2 separate regions of the Rattus norvegicus genome follow, and region 1 is linked to region 2. A link is a contact called in public Hi-C data. All regions are on one chromosome and are shown on one strand. The core of a region is the stretch at or near the end of the contact, and the rest is flanking DNA. Distances in the headings are between cores, read along the strand shown.

Region 1 (2,700 bases), core at 10-2,509, 170 kb before region 2:
ATTTGGACTGGGCTTGAAGTATCTCCAGGCAAGTGTCACGATCCCCACACTACGTTAGAGTTTCCAGAACCATTCTGACCAAAGACTGAGTTTTTGTTTATTGAAGTAAAATCAGTAAAACCATGCAATTGCCTCTGACTGGTGCTAATAGGTGCTAATTTGGCAGATTCTCAGACTGACTTTCCAGGTGGAATTAGATACTATCATAATCTCAGGGAGAGCCCCAGTCCTCTCATTTAAGTACCTTTAATAGACTCAATGTCCACAGAATAAAAACACTTCTGTAGTGAAAATGTACCTGTTCCATGGATAAATATATGGGTTTTGAGAAGAAGAGGAAGAGGAAGAGGAAGAGGAAGAAGAAGGAGGAGGAGGAGGAGGAAGAGGAAGAAGAAGAAGAAGAAGAAGAAGAGGAGGAGGAGGAGGAGGAGGAGGAGGAGGAGGAGGAGGAGGAAGAAGAAGAAGAAGAAGAAGAAGAAGAAGAAGAAGAAGAAGAAGAAGAAGAAGAAGAAGAAGAAGAGGAGGAGGAGGAGGAGGAGGAGGAGGAGGAGGAGGAGGAGGAGGAGGAGGAAGAAGAGGAAGAGGAGGAAGAGGAAGAGGAAGAGGAGGAGGAGGAAGAGGAAGAGGAGGAAGAGGAAGAGGAAGAGGAAGAGGAAGAGGAAGAGGAAGAGGAAGAAGCAAGCTCAGCTCTCTGCTTCCTAAAGCACTTGTTCTGGCCTGGAAATACAGCTCGTGTCCTCCCCTTCCCTAGTACTAAATGTATTCACCCCGTTCCAGCATCAATCGTGGGTCCAAACCAGCTCTAAGTCCCGGATCTCTTATCTAAATTGATTACAGATGAGACTCCTAGCTTCCTTCGAAACCTTGTTCAGAACTGTAACTAAAATCTACATTTCTGTCAACATTATCAAACAAACACCCAATGTTTCAAAAATACCTTTGACTTCTGCCCATTACCAAATCCCCAAACCTCCTCCACGTTTTATGTCCCGTTACAGCAGTGCTCTCTCTTACCAAAATTGGTATCAAACAGTTTCATTCCATTAAAATGAACTGCTGTTCCTGACATCCAAATAGCAGGCTCGATGATTCAACTAAAATCCCAGAAGACCTGTCCCGACACTACTAGCACTGCCGGGGGGTGGGGAGGACCATTCTTGGGGGGTCATATGGGAATGGGAAATATTGCAACAAGTGCTGACTCAAGTGATCTGAACAAAACATACTACTTATACTGAGTCATAAGAGGCTAGAATGCAGACACTACTTCCAGCTCTCTTAAAGGTACATCCAGTCCATTACACTGTGAAGTCTAGTCAAAGTCTCAGGCTCTTACAATGGAAGAGATATTTTTATCATGATGTCACATACCACAATACCACAGCTGGGTCAGACATTATAAGATTTTTGTTCTAGCAGCAATCCATACATTCCCGTAAACTCCTGAGTGGCCAGGCCCACATCATAGAAAGGTATCTCCAAACAGAAACGTAGCGTTACTCATATTAGATGGCACCCCAAGTCTTCTCCCTTTAACCCCATCTACTCCACACAAAAAGTAAGTAGGTGGGTTCGGTCCCCAGCTCCGAAAAAAAGAACCAAAAAAAAAAAAAAAGTAAGTAAGATCAATAAGACTCAAACATGTTAAGGAATTTGGGAAATATCAGTTCTTTAAAATTAAGTACAGCAGGAAAAAAAATCCTTGATGGTCCACATTATAGTAACATTTTTAGCTGGAATGCCTGTGAGTCAGAGTCCCAGACTACAGGACAGCAACCCAAAGCAGTACTAGGATAGGTGGGCCCTGGGCCACTGTTTTTCGTGCACCCAGCTTTTTCCTCAAGATTAAGAATTTACAGTATTAATCTAATTAAGAAAACAATCACAGCATTTGGTTATGGTGGTATTTTATCTACAGTCCCAATGACTTTTGTAGGAATAAGTTTAAAATTAATTAAAATCTGATACCTGTTCGAAGTACGATAATTCAAGCCTGAGGTTGAACATTCACTGAATTTTTCCACTTTTATAATTCTCCCATTAACTTTTTTAAAAAGCAGGAAAGGCCTAAGGATTTGAAACAGCCTTGACAAAGGATTGTTTGGATCTTTTATGCTCAAGAATATCATGTTTTGTGCATCTTCCTAGAGTCATTAATTTTCCATAGATTTGAAACTTTGAAACTAGTTCAGAGAGTCTGTGCCCATAGGCAGAACCCTGACCAATAAAATGAGTCCATGCTGTCTTTTGACAGTTAATGAAGGGACTAGCCCATTCTTCTAAGATCTTACAGGAAAGAGTTCAGAAATACCATGGACAAGATTGCCCCCCAAAGACATTTGGCTTTGGTAAGTGGCCAATCTAGCTTAGAAAGTGAACTTCTGTTTAATGCGAACAGTGCTTGAGGAAGTACCTGACATTGTCCTCATCCTCTGCACCCATGCGTGTATATTAAAAAGTACATATACCACATACATATACCACACGAACAGAAAGGAAAGGGGGCTGTCAGACTTAGGGTTTCTATTGCTGTGAAACAACACCATGACCATGGCAATTCTTCTTTTTTTTAAAGATTTATTTATTATGGTAAAGCATACAAGAAGAGGGCACCAGATCTCATTACAGATGGTTGTGAGCTACCACATGGTTTCTGGGAATTGAACTCAGGACCCCTGGAAGAGCACACAGTGCTCTTAA
Region 2 (2,700 bases), core at 160-2,659:
AAGGCTCTGTAGCAGTGGTTCTCAACCTTCCTAGTGCTGCAACCCTTTAACACAGTCCTCATGTCCTGACTCCCAACCATGAAATTACTTCCTCGCTACTTCACAATTACAATTTTGCTACTGCTACGAATCATACTGTAAGTTTCTGATACGCAACCCCCGTGAAAGGGTTGGCCCACCCCAAAGGTATCGTCACCCGAGGGTTGAGAACCACCGCTCTGCAGTTACTCCTGCTCACCGTAGAAAGAAGTCGCTCTAACCAAAGCAGACAGCCGTCTACAGGCATCAGCCTAATAATTTAGAGAACAACTTGCTAGGCTGCCTATGGTTTGTGCATCTCTGTCTAGTTCATTGTTTCCAGCTTCTGAGGACCTTGAACTCCTCTGGAGACACTCATCAAACATTGCTGTTCGCCCATGTTAGTGATATTCACAACCAGAGGACAGTGTCCTTTCATGAAATGGGTACATATGCGTTACCATCTCATAGTGGGTGGTGTATGTGCCTTCATGCATGCATGTGTATGTTTGTGTGCATTTATACATGCATGCATGTGTGTGTACACATTCATGCATGTGTGTGTGTATGATAAGGCTTGCTTGCTAATGTTTGTGTACATTCATGCATGTATGTGTGCATTCGTGCTTGCATGTGTATATGTGTGTGCATTCATGCATGCATGTGTATGTGTGTGCATTCATGCATGCATGTGTGTGTACACATTCATTCATGTGTGTGTGTGCGCACGCTTGTGTATATGTGTGTGCATGTGTGTGTGTATATACATTCATGCATGCATGTGTGTATGTGTGTGTGCATGTTGTGTGTGGTGAGTCTTGCTTGTTACACAGCTGTTTCTTTTCTTCCTTGAATCTCCATTTAAAAAATAGTTAATGGCAAAGTATTAGAACATTGAAAATCTGTGAGTGGAGTAAAATGGTGCTGTGGTCCAGTAGTTGGGGCATTTGTGGTCCCCACGACTGTGCTGTGGGTTTGGGGATTAAGAGGAGTCAGAGTCGGGGCTGGGGATTTAGCTCAGTGGTAGAGCGCTTACCTAGGAAGCGCAAGGCCCTGGGTTCGGTCCCCAGCTCCGGAAAAAAAAAAAAAAAGAACCAAAAAAAAAAAAAGAGGAGTCAGAGTTTGCATTCGACTGAAGAGACTGAGGAGGGTTCCAATGAGCAGGGCTGTGTATTGCTTGGTGGGAACCCCAAATCAGTGAGAGAGACTAGGCCAGGCTAGAGGCATCAGATGGTCTGCATAGCCCTCTCTTCAGCTGCACACACCCTTAGTTGGAACCACCACTCACCACTCCATCGTCGGATAAACGGGAAGCAGATGGTACCTTTGGGAGACATGGCTGGCAGCCATGATTAGAGAGCCAACTGTATGACTCACGTTCCCTCCCTAAATAAGAATCGATGGTGGTGCCTGATGGCTGGGAAGGCTCCCACGGAAAGGAAGAGGGCAAGGAAATGTGGATTTACACCCCCAGGAAGGGCTTGACCTTTTGACGTTGCCTGGGACTACATTCTGTGCCCTGACCTAGCACACATGTGCCCTGGCCTAGCACACATGTGCACAGTCAAGTCCTCCCTAGTGGTCAGGACAGTCAGTGATACTACCCTTCTCATGGTAGAGGGTGGAATATCAGAAGTTCAAAGACAGCCTGGTTTACACAGTGAGTTCAAGACTAGCCTGGTCGACAGGAAACTTTCAAAAACACAAAACCCAATCTGTCCAACCAAGCAAGAAACCAATTCCCCTCCAGTGAACGATTGGCTTTCTCTAAATGAAGGTTTTTAGAGTCCAGGATCAGATTCTCTGTGGCTCAAAATCTGCCTTTTAGAACACCTTAGCACAGGGCAGTCTCAATGATGAGGCTCGATCCTGGGCTGGACCTGAGTGTCCACATTCCTCCCCATTCCTGGCAAGATGTCTCTACATGTTGACTTCACATTGTGCCTCAGTGACTAGACTTGGGGGCTAACCACACCTGTCTCAAAGTCTCTTTATCAATTCCTTTTAGGTCTAGGAAGGCAGCCAGGCCTTCCAGGAGTGAAAGCCTGAACCACAGCATCGACGGGTTAGCACACACTGCCCTCTTGTGTCTGCAACACACTTCACAGGCTGCTTTTCTGCTTTACTGAGACAGCCTCACAACTGCCCTAAGACTAATGGCAATCCTCCTGCCTCAGGTTCCCAAGTACTAAGATGACAAGCCAGAGGGTCCATGTATAGTTTGGAATTAATCCTTATCTTTTCTTGTCTCTTTTCAGTTTCATGTTGAAGCCTTTCACAGCCCTAAGGCTGTAAGCCTCAGAAGCAGAGGAAGAAATGAGCAGGAGTGGGGGTGGGGGAGAATTTGTATGTGGAGAGAGCATACACACTCACATGCTAATTTCCCAGGATGCCAGTCTAGGATTTTATGAAGTCGATAGTGACACCTATCTTTAGGGGACTGATTCCGAAAACTGGAATTGTGACCACAATGAGACCCAAGATTCCGCTCTCCAGATGAAAGACTACCACCATGGGGAGAAGGGTCTGTATCTAAAAGCTAGAGCATCAGAATGTGTCAGACGAGCTCCTAGGAAATGCTGGGCTTCTGAGCTGAGCTCTCAATTTCACCCTCATTTTCTGGAAGCCTTGGAAGGCGGTCCTGGGGACGTTCACATGGCTGCCTCCTGCTCTACAAACATC

Evidence for each region. A called contact is a pair of places that touch in the nucleus more often than the background predicts.
Region 1: a Hi-C map of the A7r5 cell line shows a contact between it and region 2, with 2.9 times the contacts expected there. The contact joins two enhancer-like sites. A contact is called at or near these places in 11 of 12 Hi-C or Micro-C datasets (the A7r5 cell line, the Rat2 cell line, Schwann cells and 7 more) and 1 of 1 datasets of contacts at active chromatin or transcription factors (oligodendrocytes).

Annotation. Positions count from the first base shown.
Region 1 is chr9:91,687,705-91,690,404 of GRCr8, reverse strand. No RefSeq gene overlaps it. Among named protein-coding and RNA genes, the nearest start is that of Slc19a3, 58 kb to the left of the region's middle. Within about 2 kb of position 1,259, at least 10 of the 93 cell types and tissues checked have an H3K27ac peak or open chromatin away from gene starts, as enhancers often do. A contact at or near this core is called in the A7r5 cell line, where this site is marked.
Region 2 is chr9:91,518,935-91,521,634 of GRCr8, reverse strand. No RefSeq gene overlaps it. Among named protein-coding and RNA genes, the nearest start is that of Tm4sf20, 20 kb to the right of the region's middle. Within about 2 kb of position 1,409, at least 12 of the 93 cell types and tissues checked have an H3K27ac peak or open chromatin away from gene starts, as enhancers often do. A contact at or near this core is called in the A7r5 cell line, where this site is marked.